Linked DNA regions of Mus musculus: all the other regions are linked to region 1. The links are chromatin contacts, called in public ChIA-PET and HiChIP or PLAC-seq maps. All regions are on one chromosome and are shown on one strand. The core of a region is the stretch at or near the end of the contact, and the rest is flanking DNA. Distances in the headings are between cores, read along the strand shown. Region 1 overlaps Runx2 (runt related transcription factor 2). Region 2 has its middle 3.5 kb from the start of Gm35204. Region 3 has its middle 46 kb from the start of Gm41582.

Evidence for each region. ChIA-PET counts read pairs in DNA pulled down with a chosen protein or histone mark. HiChIP or PLAC-seq counts read pairs in DNA pulled down with a chosen protein or histone mark.
Region 2: an H3K27ac HiChIP or PLAC-seq map of large pre-B cells shows a contact between it and region 1, with 4 times the contacts expected there. The contact joins two enhancer-like sites. A contact is called at or near these places in 2 of 115 datasets of contacts at active chromatin or transcription factors (large pre-B cells and memory CD8 T cells) and 1 of 9 other capture datasets (embryonic stem cells).
Region 3: a contact with region 1 is called in an RNA polymerase II ChIA-PET map of memory CD8 T cells, with 8 read pairs. The contact joins two enhancer-like sites. A contact is called at or near these places in 1 of 484 Hi-C or Micro-C datasets (nephron progenitors), 3 of 115 datasets of contacts at active chromatin or transcription factors (embryonic fibroblasts, embryonic stem cells and memory CD8 T cells) and 1 of 9 other capture datasets (embryonic stem cells).

What each region holds. Positions count from the first base shown.
Region 1 is chr17:44,652,551-44,657,209 of GRCm38.p6, reverse strand. The region is part of intron 4 of Runx2 (runt related transcription factor 2); the gene reads left to right. Among named protein-coding and RNA genes, the nearest start is that of Runx2, 82 kb to the left of the region's middle. Within about 2 kb of position 2,654, at least 94 of the 459 cell types and tissues checked have an H3K27ac peak or open chromatin away from gene starts, as enhancers often do. A contact at or near this core is called in memory CD8 T cells, where this site is marked.
Region 2 is chr17:45,292,227-45,296,885 of GRCm38.p6, reverse strand. No RefSeq gene overlaps it. Among named protein-coding and RNA genes, the nearest start is that of Gm35204, 3.5 kb to the left of the region's middle. Within about 2 kb of position 2,360, at least 18 of the 459 cell types and tissues checked have an H3K27ac peak or open chromatin away from gene starts, as enhancers often do.
Region 3 is chr17:45,214,826-45,219,484 of GRCm38.p6, reverse strand. No RefSeq gene overlaps it. Among named protein-coding and RNA genes, the nearest start is that of Gm41582, 46 kb to the left of the region's middle. Within about 2 kb of position 2,189, at least 23 of the 459 cell types and tissues checked have an H3K27ac peak or open chromatin away from gene starts, as enhancers often do. A contact at or near this core is called in memory CD8 T cells, where this site is marked.

The DNA of each region.
Region 1 (4,659 bases), core at 1,405-3,904:
AAATTCTCAGTCTGTCTGTATGTGTGCATGTGTTTGTGTGTGTGTGTGTGTGTGTGTGTGAGAGAGAGAGAGAGAGAGAGAGAGAGAGAGAGAGAGAGAGAGAGAGGAGGGTATGTGTTTCTATATTATTTACAGTCATGATTACTTTTATATGCATATATACATCATATGATTTGGTAACTACTAGGCTACTTAAGTTTTTCATTTCTATGTTCTAATCTTTAACTATTTGTTAACATATTGACAACTAATGGTTTTAGTATGTTGCTTGCTTTAATGTGCATGAGTGTTTGCCTGCATGTATGAATGTGTAGTGCATGTATGTGGTGCTCTCAGAGTCTAGAAGAGGGCATCAGATCCCCAGGAACTAGAGCTTATGGGTGCTGGATCCTCTATAAGAGCAACAAGAGCTCTTTATTGCTGAGCTTCATTGCTCTTCATTCTTTCTAGCCTCCTATGGGACTATGGGACTTTAAAATGGCCCTTTGAACCTGGCTGATGCTTGATCCACTTAAGAGGCCTAAATCTATGAGTAAAGTCACAGGAGAGCTCTGTAAGCCAGGCAGTGGTGGCGCACGCCTTTAATCCCAACACTTGGGAGGCATAGGCAGGCGGATTTCTGAGTTCGAGACCAACCTGGTCTACAAAGTGAGTTCCAGGACAGCCCTGGAACAGAGAAACCTATACAGAGAAACCCCGCCTCAAACAAACAAACAAAACAAAACAAACAACAACAAGAAAGCCGAGAACCTAAAGGTACTTTAGACATCCTTGAGCCAGACATTGGAAAGGCAGTGGGGGAGGGGCTACCTTTAACAGCATCCCTGCATGCAGACGTGTGAGTAAGCTTCTGAGAAAGCAGGGACTTATGGGGGGGCAGAGCATCTGCGAAGATCAGGAGTTTGACCTCCCCTTCTGCAGAATAGGTTCACCTCCAGTTGGCAGCAGTATCTCTCCACTACCATCCCTCTTGAGAGGGTCAGGAAGGTTGAGCTCCTTGCTCGCAGTTGCTTGGCATGTTAGAAGCAGCAGGACAGCTAATATTCCCTGGGTCCATTTCTTAAAATGAAATTATGGCATTCCACAGGTATTGATAGCATCCTAGAAGTCTGTCTTATAAGATACTGGTCCTTCACATGGGGGGCTTTGGTATTGGTGGGCCAATTAAGGATCAGTTGTTTTCACAGTTTTCTTCATTGTCCTCTTTTGGTCATGATAGCTTTTTCTCCAGCCTCCCAAAGCAAAGGTGTACAGGTGTATCTGGACATGCTCTGCTCTTGGTTGTGTGGATGTTCTTTAAATGTCCTCATGTTGTTGCGAGGATGCGGGGACAAAGATGCCTGCAAGTAGTAAAGGGTATGCCGAGTCTTTGAAACTAGACAAGCAGGAAATCCAGGAACACCCAGGACAGTAGCTACATCATGGGTGAATCTCAGGATTCACCTTCTTGTTTATTTACTAAGTGTGCTTTTGATCCCAGCACATGCAGAGAGCCCATCTTTGGCAGGGCAGAGAGCAGGGAAAAGTGCTTTTCTTCATCTACTCTAGCCAAAGAGGCTCATTTGGATCTTGGCCCTCACGCACCATGCTTTTCATAGTAGTCAGTCTACTGAGGAGGTGGAATTCCTCCCCAGATCTCTTCATTATCTTCCTGGGAAGAGCCTTTCTCCAAAAGCTCCTTTCCATTCTCTGAGCATTTGTGGGAATGCCACTGTTTCTCAGCTTCTGTGTATCTGTTTTTCTCCATTGGCTGGTGTGGACTTCTCTGAAGCAAAGAGTCTCACTAAATGTAGACTTGATGAGAATCCAATAGAGAAGAAATAGGTGCAAAAACAGCAGAACTGTATCATGATTTTCTTGTTAGCATGGACCGTGCTTTCTAATTTCTTATCCAGGCCATTCTTGTTTCCTGAAAGTGAACTATGGCAGAAACCACATTTCTATATAATTCTCTGCTGTTAAACCAGTTGGTTTCATACTAGAAGGAGCTGCAGAACTCACATTCTTGAGACTTGCCTAGAGTGGTAACTTCTTGGCATTTCCTATCGGCATTCTAGTTCATGTAATTCTCTGTTCAAGGATGTTTGTCACAGAGCCTGATTCTCTCTTGTTAGCTTGGTTCTCTTGAGGTGTTTACCCCCTCACAGCACACAGTGGTCATGGTTGTATGCGCATCTGAAGTTCTTCGTCTTGCCCAACATCAAAGGCAGATGACTTCTTCAGAGTCCCAGCACAGCAAAATGAAGTTCAAGGAAATAGTTAGTGCTTAGTGGTTCATAATTAGCCTTTTCTAATGTCTCTTGCAGTTCCTAGGGCCAAAGGTTCCAGCCATATGGTGGGCTGGCTTCTCTGCTGTGCCAGGCCGGTGGTGCCGCTCTGTTGATGTCTTTGATGGCTCATGTTCTTTCTGCCTGAGGGACCAGGGCCTCCCCACAGCTTCCTGAGGAAGTTGCCTCCTCCCCAACTCTTTTTTATCATTCTGACATCTGCTGCCTGTCTCTTGGCACCAGGAAACACCTAGCCTGTTGCAAATGCCAACCCCCTTTGACTCAGCATGTGGCAATGGTTTTGGAGGTTGAAGATGCCATGCTAGGAGGCGCTTCTCATGACAGCTGCCACTGTAAATTCTCTGTATGACACAGTTGTACGTAAAAGTAATTCTGGTGATTCATGCCCTTGGGCTCTGTGGGATGGAATTTTGATCTCATCACTGGAAGGACAGTATATACTGATATTTTTCTCTTAATCATTTATGCAGGAAGTCAATTGAGGCTTAATGTTTTGCTAGGCACTGTTGTAAGTGAATCAAATAGATGCAGTTTTTGCAATGGCTTTTATGAAATTTTGAAAATGCAGTGTTTTATATCTGCAGTCTACTTCATGTAATCTTCTGTGCAAATATGTTTTTATAAGAGGGCCTGGTCCTCTCTCATTAGCTTACATTTCAGTGACATTTACAGCCAATAAAGGAGTAGAACGAGTACACATGACATCGTTTCAAAATAAGTGTCCAGGAGCAGAAAATGAAGCACTTAGTACAGAGAGCAACTTAGGAGGAAGGGAAGCAACTAATTTCGATTGTAAAGTTGGGGAAGGAATCTTTGGAGACAGGCCTGTGAGGAGCAGCACGTAAGCAGTGGGAGGACTCATGCAGGTGGGAGGACTCTTGAGAATGAGCAGACTCAGAAAAGCAGGCCGTGGCAAAGCTATGGAGGACCTCAGAGGATGGGGCCACTGAAGGATAGGAACCAAGGGATGGGTGTTCTCTAATCACCGACATGTTTACATGCCACCTTCGGGTGCTCTGTATAGGGTGCATGCATCCCATGGGCCAACGGTAGAAGCAGGCTTATGGTCAAGGTGCTGCTCCAGGGGCTGATCTAATGACACTACAGGGAGTGTAGAACTTGGAGCTTTTTTACCTGGGCAGCTGGAGAACAGGGATATCATTTTATGGTGTGGGGGAAGACTTGGAGAAGGGTATGAGTTGTTAGTTAAATACTAAATGAAAATTAATTTTCCATGAATGTAGATGCTGGAAGTATTTAGGATAGTGTTTGTTTGTTTCTGGTATGACTTCCATTTTCAGTAGACCCTCAGGCAGGACTAGATTCTTGGGTATCTACTAGATGGGCCATTGTATCCTTTACAGTGGCTTTCTCCTCGTGGAATGTGCGTGCCGCTCATCTGACAGTTCACTCACAGTCTCTTTAGTAATATGCCACCATATCCCTACTTTTTCCTGGCATATCCTTCTGTTTATTGTTTTCCCCCAGACATTCTTTTTTCCAGACTTGGGCCAATTGCCATGCCTCTGCCAGGCCTCTTCTGGTCCACTCACTGAGTCAGGCTCCCTTGCCACCTTGTGCAACACTCCATTACATCACGTTCCATGTGGGGACAACGACTTGACCACACATTGTCTCTTGCATCAGATTTTCCATTTTTCAAACTCTGAGGCCATGTTATATTCATCGTTGTGTCCCTATTGTCTTCAGTAATGCCTAGGGCTTGGTGATAAATGAATAAATAGGTCATTGATTTCTTCAGGAAGTATGATGGAATATTATCCTGGACTTAGTCTTTGTAGTTTCTATTTGATTGGATTCTTATTAGCTATCATTTATTGTTGCATATCACGAGCCAGGCACTGTTCCAATGAGGTTAAGTCACAATCCTTCACAATGGGGCTTTTAGGTAGGCAGTATTGTTGTGGCAACCGAGGGCCAGAAAAATAAAGTAGCTCTCCCAGGATCCTACGTACAACTCCTGACTATTAAATAAAAGATTTAAGAAACATCCGCATAGTTCCAGGGCCAAATTGAATACTGTCCTGTGTGCTAGAGAAGACACACTTCTTAAAGGGCTACTTCTGGAGTTTCTGATCTGTACTTTAAAGTGTTTATTGATGCCTTAAGATGTTCTGCAAATAGATGTAGGTGGCTGAAGTCGACTCCATTGTTACAGTCGTTGTTTCTGAGTGTCAAATTTTTAGGAGGCAGCCACCTGTACCTCTATCAGGTTGAACATGTCATTAACCATCGAAGTGAACACGTGTCATGTGTGACCACTTCCATTTTCTGCTTTCCACTGGGTATTATTTAGGAACCCCAGGGAAGATGGTCTCCTAAAAGAGATACATGAGGAGTATCTAGCTCA
Region 2 (4,659 bases), core at 1,111-3,610, 640 kb before region 1:
CTCTCATGAGCACTCTGGGGAACAGGCCCCATTCTTCCCCATGGTTTGCCTATTTCTGTATTGCATTGCTTACCTCTACCTACTGATCTGTTAAAACCCTTTATCTATCAGAAAGACTTGCTTTTATTATTATTTTTTAATCAAGAGTTGAGCTACAGTGGAAATCATTGCTATTTTGATATATTTAGTTAGTTTATAGAAATACTTTTCTTTGGTCTGGAAAGATGACCAGGTGGTTAATAATACTTGTTGCTCTTCCAGAGAACCCAAGTTAGCTTCCCAGCACCTTCTGCCACACAATCACCTAAATCTGGGGAGTAGTCTGTTGCCCTCTTCTGGCCTCTATAGGTACTACACTCATTTGTGCATAAATGAAAACATGGAAAATTAGAAACAAAACAAAACTTTCCAAAGAATGCTTTTTGATATTTCGGGGTTTCTTTTTTGGGGTGTCTGCCATGCATAAAAAATTTTGATTTTCCACACATTAAAATCATCTGTTTTGATAATCTGGATATTCCTCTGGACTTAGAGTCTCTCTCTCTCTCTCTCTCTCTCTCTCTCTCTCTCTCTCTCTCTCTCTCTCTCTCTCTCCCCCTCTCTCCCTCTCTCCCTCTCTCCCTCTCTCTCCTTTCCTCTCCTTTCCTCCCTTTCCACCTCCCCCCTCTGTGTATGTGTGTGTACTTGTATGGAAGTCAGAGACTCATGCTTGCTTTAGGGTGTCTTTCTCAGTTTCTTCTCCACTTTCTTTCAAGGCAGAGTCTCTCACTAACCCTGGAGTTCATGACTCAGCAAACCGCAGGGATCCTCCTGCCTGCTGTCTCTGCCTCCCCAGTGCTGGGATCTCAGGTGCCAGCTGCTCTTCCTGGATTTTTACATAGGTGCTGAAGGCCCAACTTTGTGTCTGTGTGGCAGACCCGCTCAGCTGGGCCACCCTCAGCCCATAAGGTTGTAAAAAGTTTCCCTTCCTCCCTCCTCCCTCTCTCGTCCTCCCCCTCCCTCCCTCTTCTTCTCTCCTTTCCCCTCCCTCCTTCCCCTCTCTCCCTCCTCCCCCTCCCTCCTTTTCTCTCTCTCCTTCTCTCTCTCTCCTCCCTTCCCTCCTTCTCCCAACCTCTTCCCCATCCCTCCTCCTTTTCCTTCTCTCCTTCTCCCTCCCTTCTCACCACTCTCCCCCCTCCTTTCTTTAACACTTTAACAGTTTTATCTCCCTCTTTGATGGTTGTTGAGTTTTCTAATTGAGTCCATGTTACTTTCAGCCAGGTTGCTGACAGGATGCAGACCTGGGATTTTTTTCATATAGTTGAAAATTTTGATGATATTAATTTATTTCTCAAATCCCATGTTTTCTCCATTATTTCAAACTGACATTGGCTATAATAGGTACAAAATTTCTGTTAGATTTCAAACTCTTAATATCAAAGACGAACTGACTAGGGCCGAGGAGAGAGGAAGGAAAAGCCAGTGGCGAGGGGTCAGGGGGTAAAAGCAGACTATAGTGCGTGAGTGGACATGCCACATCGAAAACACTCACTTTGTACAATTAACATGTCCTAAAGATATTTAAAGCAATACAAATAATTTTCCTGTTTTGAGCCAGGGTCTCATGTACCACAGGATAGCCTTGAACTTACTAAGTAGCTGAGGATAACCCTGAACTCCTCATCCTCCTGTCTCAGCATCCCTAAAGGTTGAATAACCCTGGCTTTTAAATCCATGACTTGAAAAACCGCTTACTTACATCCTGCGGACCACTTCTGTGCCCCCCCCCCCCCACCGTGTGCCATCTGCTAATCTATTTATATCCCAGTCTACAGCCTCAGAACAACAAGCAGCTGTGGGTGTCAGGTGGGGCAGGACGATGGGACCCTCATTTCTCCCTTTTCTGGAGTTGTCTGGATTTTTCAATGTGGAATTTACAATCAGATAACAGTACACACACACACACACACACACACACACACACACACACACACACTGGCTTTTTATTGGAATTTCACTTATTTCAAACACTCCCCCATCGCACAATTCTGTGACCTTGACTGTTCCCCTGCCACTCCATCGGTTCAAGTCCTGGTCCCTCCAACGCCCCCATCTCCTTCTGAGCCAAGGTTCAGTCATATCAACCTCATGTGGCCTTAAGATGGACTGTCACCAACACCCAGAAAGGGGTTTTGGAGGCAGAGAGAGAGAGAGAGGGAGAGAGAGAGAGAGAGAGAGAGAGAACTACATCTGAATACCAAGAACCGAAAGTCAGCAACTTTGGTCAAAGATAGAATAGAAGAGGCCCGTATGAAGGGCTGTGGGCTGTGGGGAGATCTGAGGGCAGGCAGGGGAAGAGAAACTTCGAGGAGTGGCCAGGGAGGAGAAGAAAGTGGGACCTCCAGATAGGAGCCTGGTCCCGAGCCGTGGGAGCAGGTGCACCAGCCACAGGAGGGCACAGCGGTGGTGGGCGTGGGGGGGCACAGCGGAAGGCAGATTTCTCTTCCTGCAGGATCTCCACTCACTGCAGTCTTTAGCCAACTCAGTGGAGGGCAATGTCCTCAGCTTCAAAATCACATTTTACTGAGATAAATGGCATGCATTGAGAAATGCCAAAGCACACACGTTCCTTGTTTGCACCACCATCTGAGATGCTGTTCCAAGTTCCCCTTGCATCTCTAGAGGTTGCCAGTGTCCTGATGTTGTTGTTGTTGTTTTTAAATCAAAATATGATTACTATTATAATATGGAAAAAAGACCTTAGAAAATTCAAGGTTAGGGATGAAATGTACTGAAAAGGGGATTAGAACCCAGGCCAAGATGGGACACTGTGGGAGAATCAGGAGTGGGAACATCTTACAGGCCTGTCGAGGAGGAACAAGGTCCCAAAATGCCTCCATCTTCATGAGGGACCTTAGCTACCCAACTCAGAGGAAACAGCCTGAGGCCAGCCCCATGGCGGTTGGGGTGACTAGTTCCAATACTTGGTGACCCCATGCAGATCACTGTAGCTCTTTACTTAATGTAGCCCAAGATGGCTACCTGGATGCAGTACACAGGACCTTGGCTGGGCAGGAAAGCCCAGCTAGTCTGCAGATTCCAAGACACTGTGAAGGTTTCTGTAATTCTCTGGGGCCTTCTGGTTTCTCTCATGGGTTTCTTCCTGCACGTATTGCTTCACTTGCTCAAGGCCCAAGAGAACCTCTGTCACTACTGTGGAACATTTTGGTCATAACTCTGACCTCTGTATCTTAGCCCTGTGCCAAGGGAAGAGAACGACCTTTTTCTCTGTGGAAATTAAGTGTGATGGTGAACATACATGATATACATACATACATACACACACACACACACACACACACACATATATATGCATATATGATATACGTGTATACATATATACATACACACATACATATATGTGTAGGACATCCATATGCATATGTATATACCTACATACACACACACACACACGCACACACATGCACGCACAAACACACGCGCATGCGTACACACGCACATGCACATAGCCTTTCTTCCTGGAAAGGTTGGAGAGATGCAACAAGGTTCAGGAAGGTCCTTGAATTTAGGGGAATCAGCTCCCAGATGAGCTGAGGTGTTCTAGTGCCAGGGTGCAGGGTGATGGTCAACGGTCCTGGGAGGCAGGACTTTGGGACGCTGGTGTAGGAGGCAATGCCTAGTCTTGGCAGTGTCTACTCGAGGCAGGGAGGTGGAGTCCTTGGATGTATTTGCAGCCAGGCAAGTGGTGACCACATGGTACTTGCTGAGCAGCTGCTGAGCTGCAGTCCCCTAATTAGAGAGGGCAAGTCCTGTTTGAAGCCTCAAACTCAGGCTCAGGTTCTAATCAGCGTTTGCATTCCAGCACATCTGGCAAAAATGAAAACAGCTGTGAGGATGGCAAGATGCAGGGGACAGGAGAATCTGTCCTTGCTTGTCAGCGTCCAGCAGATACCGAGCTCTTCACGTTGAGTTTTCTTTGTCTCCCTTCCTTTTAGGCTTTCCAAGGAACATGGTGCCTCTAAGCAGGCATGTGCTTTGACCCCCAAAAGACACCCTTTGCGTCACTGACAGTCCCTTTGTATTGGGCTACTGTCTGTCATTTCTGATGGGCTGGCTGGTGGGAACTGTCCCACAGACTCCAGCCCCAGGGCTGACAGTAGGTCTGTCTTCAAGCTGTTGGGCTGTGTTCAAGTCACAAACAAAACCAGAGAACACGATTCACGGCCCCATGGGTACCACTTTTCAGCTGGTGATGGGTTTGGCCTCTGTCCTCTGCTTTGTGGGTCAGCAGAGAAAGTGCCCACTTACACAGGATGTAATTTTAAGAGCTCCAACATGACCAGCTATCCTTTGGCTTGGGATAGAAATATCCATGGAGGAAATGTGTTAAGATCAAGGAGGTTCCTGTCAAAAGAAACAGCTGGCCAGACAGGGACAACCTGCTTTACACAGCTCATTATTGATGTGTAAGGCATAGAACAAGCTTCCACAGTCTCTTCTTGTTTCAGTGAGGCGGGACCTGGTGGGCAGGTGGTGCCCCTGTGCTGATCTGTGCTTGTCTGAGACTGTGGGGAGCTGCCTGGTCCTCCGGCATCTCCCCATTGCTCCTCTGAAATCTGGAGAAACCTGCTTTGACAAGGTCATGGAAAAGTTCATAAT
Region 3 (4,659 bases), core at 940-3,439, 560 kb before region 1:
GGGATGGTGAGGAAAGACATCCAGGACCTTCCGGAACACACAGCTTTGACCCTTCTCCCTCAGGCCACTGTGTTCTTAACTTAGCAGAGTGAAGCCGACCTCAAGTCTGCAACCAAGGACAGACTCACATTTGAAGCGAAGGTGTGGGCAGCTCTACATGGCCTTGCTCACAGGAGAATACAACCGGAATGCACTCCTATCGAGGAGAAGGAGACAGGGCCTGCAGAAGCAGAAAGCAGCCTTCATCCTTCCAGAGACTGCTCAGGAAAGAGCTGAGACCAACCCAGTCCCTTCCAAGTAAGAAGGAAGGAGGGAGAGAGGGAGACAGCCCACTTCCCAGATCACGGGCGTCTTCTGCCAGACTCAGTCTGACCCAAACTTTCACATCTTTCTTCTTCACCTAGTACATGTACGCATTTGTGTTCAAATGTATCGATGCGTGTTGCTGTGTCTGCACATGTGTGTATGTATATGAGCACTGATATTTGTGCATATATGTGTGTGTATATGTACACATGTGCTGCACCTGTGTCCTGTCAGGACTTGGTAGAGACAGTTGAAGCCGGGAAAGTAAACAAGGCTCTGATTTGGATGGCATGGGCTCTAAGCCCCTTCCTGTACACTGGGCCAGTTATCTAGTTGTGGTGGTGGGGAAATGCCAGAGGCCTATATGGAGCATGGTTGGCCCGCAGCTCCTTGGGGTTGCTCACTTCCAAGGACCTTTTGATCTTGCTGACGCTGACACAAAACCCCAGGATTCAGTTCTGGAGCTTTGATCTGCATAATAGAATCAGGCAGGGGGAGACTGACATATATGGAAAGCCTTTTGGGCTGCCTTGGTCGGGCTCAGGGATAAGGAGAGCACAGACTTGGATATCTCACAAGGGAGAATTCTGGAAAACTCGGGAAATAAAAGCTATAGGGAGAGATTATCGCTGAATTCCTGTCATTGTTTTATTGGCTTCTCTGGAGGGACAGACGGTGACTAAGACAAGATTGCCATGGGATGTGACGGTTTGACTTGGCTGCAGAGGTGCGGTTTCTAATTGGGCCTGAATGAATGAAGCTCAAGGTTCCAAGTGGGATTTATTTTTTTCCTAACACTGGTTTGTTGTTGTTGTTTGTTGTTGCTGCTGTTTTATTTTCTTCCCCAAAACTTGTTAGCAAGAGTCTGGCAGAGGACGCCCATGATCTAGGGAAGTGGGCTGTCTCTCTCTCCCTCCTTCCTTCTTACTTGGAAGGAACTGGGTTGATCTCAGCTCTTTCCTGAGCAGTCTATTGAAGGATGAGGGCTGCTTTCTGCTTCTGCAGGCTCTGTCTCCTCAATAGGAGTGCATTCCAGTTGTATTCTCCTGTGAGCAAGGCTACGTAGAGCTGCCCACATCTTCGATTCAAATGTGAGTCTGTCCTTGGTTGCTGACATGAGATCGGCTTCACTCTGAAGTTGGCATTACAAGAGTGTGCCAACACACCCAGCTCCTTTATCATTCTAATCTTTTTTTTAAAGACAATCTCAAACAGTTCAGGCTGGCCTTGAACTCTTGAATCTCTACCTCCCTAGTGTTGGGCTTATAGACACACATCACCATGACCCTCCCCACTTTGTTAGCCTCAGTGAGTCTATTGTATGAACACTGGGCTGGGCAGTTTCCTCCCTTGGGCAAGTTCTAGAACTTAGATTTGCATTTGGCGCAAATGTGTCTTTATCCCAGTCTAAGGTAGCGCAGCTTTCTGCCATCAATGGAGAAGGCCCATGTTCTCACATTTCCCAGAACATTTGTGCAAAAACCATACCAGACAAACCTGGGAAGTCTGGTGCAGTGACTCATGGTTCTGGTCAGATGGAGGGTGCATGGGCTGACACCCCAGGAGGGGGACCTGGACCATGCATGGACTTGGCAGCTCCCTACCAGGGCAGGAAAGGAAAAATGTGGGGTGAAAGCCTCAGTCAGGAAAGAGAAAAGCATAGGATGAGTAGAAAGCGGCCCAGGCAGATCCAGGCTGAGGCCTTGTGCCATTGATGACAGGATGTTGTGTGCATGGGATGTGGCTAACCAGTGCCTGCTCTCAGTGGTCACTGAGCCCCATGCCACTGGCTGCTCTTGACCCCCTCTCAGACTCCATGGTCTCCTTGAGAGGTGCTCAAACCCCGAGGAGGCTGAGTCGGCAGGGCCAGGAAGTACTGAGAAACCCTTGGGGGAAATCCAAAGCCCAGATCTTCTTATTCTGAGAACCTCCCACCACCGGAAGGAAGAGGAGACCACGAAACTCAGCATTTCCAGCCCTTATTCCCATCCACTGGGTGGTTGGACAGCCAGGGTTGGTGAGTCTGCAGCTATATTTACCCTCAGATTTCTGGGATGGCTGACTTATGGGACACTATAGTCAACTCAGTTCCCTCTGTAGCAATCACCAGGAAGCTAAGCCACAAGTGTGCTCTCCTCACACTCAACACCACCCCCAACACACCAGCCCCCCAGCGACAAAGCTCCTAAGCCAGCTCCAGGAAGTGTCTCCCTGGGGCTTTCTAGGGTCAGTCCGGACGCCCATCTTAGTAGCCACCACCTATGGAAGGGCACCAAAGAGCAGGGCTCCTGTGTTGCTTCTTCCCCATGCCTCTGAGTTGCCTGTCCCTGTGGTCTGTGGTAAATTCGGTTCAGAGCAGTGTTACACAGCCACAAAGGCCTACTTTGTTGAAGGCTGCCTTGCCCAGTACTGTTTGGTGAACATCAAAACTCAACACTTCTACCTGGGCACCTCCAGGGACCCATCCTTGTATTTTTCCGTCTACTTACAGTGTTCCTTCAGAGGGCTCAGAATCTGTGTGTTGCCAACAACATGATCCCTTATAGTGCGGGGAGGGAGTTAGTGTTGGGGAAAGTTTAATTCACGATAGGCTTTTTTTTCCTCCTTCTGCCTGTGTCGAACAATCCTGTGAGATTCACAGCTCTGCTCCAGACTGCTGTGAAGGGTGTAGAGGGATGTTAAAACATGGCAGAACCCTGGGACCAGAGAGATAGCACAGAAGACCTGAGTTTGGTTGCAAGTGCCCACTTTAGGCAGCTCACGGTCACCTGTAACGCTAGCTCCAGGGGATCCAACATGTCTGGCTTCCACAGGCACAGGCAAGTATTTAAATATAAAATAAATCTTTTTTTAAAAAATGCTGAAAATTACTAGTAGCTTCTTTCGTGGGTGGCGAAGGGCTCTGCATTTGTCCGGGCTGTGGGGAATGAAGCCTTGCTTGGTAATGACAGGAATGATTACTGTACAAAGAGAATCCTGTTTACAGGCCAGAGGCTAGCCCACTAGGTACCCTTTTCCCAACCAAGAGGGCTTCCCTTTGCATGGTGACCAATATACCCTCAACGGAAAGCAACTGTCTCTCCAGGCCACCATTTTCTTTTCTAGATAAAATGTTTGCAACACTCCTGAATACCACTAACCCAGAAGCCCCAACCCCACCCCCATTAAGACTGCCCTCAGAAAATTAACTGGGATCAAGAAGGATTCGGTTGTGAGTCGGATGCTAAATCTGCCTGGCTCATGGGGCTCAGAAGTTGGCCCACAGCCCTGGATTCACAGGCTGGGGCTTCCGGTGACCGTTCATCCGGGATTTGTAGCTACAGGTACTGAGGGAGCGGTGACTCACACACAGCTGAGGAAGCAGGGCCAGCCACAGGTAAGGGCACCGCCTGGATCAGGGTGCCCAGAGTGGGAGTGGCAGGGGGTGAGGTGAGGCAGGAAGAAGAGACAGAAAAAGAAAGTTACAAAATTAATAAACTCAAGGCCCACTATTTTCATCCTGCAACAGTCAAATATTAGACCCTGTCCCAAAATAGCTCCCTTTGTGCTGGCTCCAAGAAACACGAAGCAAGAGGGAGCCGAGCACAAGGCCCCATTCATGAGAGCCCTGCGGATGCTAGCGGGTTCGCCACTCTATAATCCCTGACAGCCCTCACTAAATCATGGTGCTGCAGGTGCAAAGACTGCTGGGAGCATGGCCCATGTCCTGCTCAGGCAGTACTCTGTGCCCTCTCTGCAAGGCAGGGGAGCTTCCAGACATAGCAGGGTTTCTTTGAGTAGCACTGAGTCCCAGGTACCCACAAACTAGCAAGCTGGGTAGAATTTGACTCTTTCCACATGGGTAGGGTCTGGCCTACTGTTTACTGAACACTTCAATAAATCCCTCTCCATAGTTGAGCAGGTGGTGCAGTGCCTCTGTCGCCTCCCCCCCTCGCCCCACAGGAGGTGACAGTGTGGTCACAGAGAGCTTTTCTGGTAGAAGTGGGGGTGGGGTGAGGGAATGGGAGGGTGGGGGCAAGGGGCAGGGCAGATCTCCTCCATCCCCCACTGGGCATCTCAGGAAGGCACCGGGGCATTAACTACTCTGCTGCTGTAGTGTCTCCTTCCTACAGAGGCCAGAGAGGGCTTAGAGTGCCCTGGAACATGCGAACTGCCATGTAGGTGTTGGGAATCAACTCCTGGGTTCTCTGAAGGAACAGTCAGTGCTCTTAATTGCTGAGCCATCTCTCCAGCCCCTCAGTTTCATTTTGTTGAAATAGATCTCATTATTTAGCCCTGGATGGCCTGGAACTTATCACATAGCCCAGGCTGGCCTCAAACTTGCAGAAAGCCTTAAGGTGTAGGGGGAGAGGC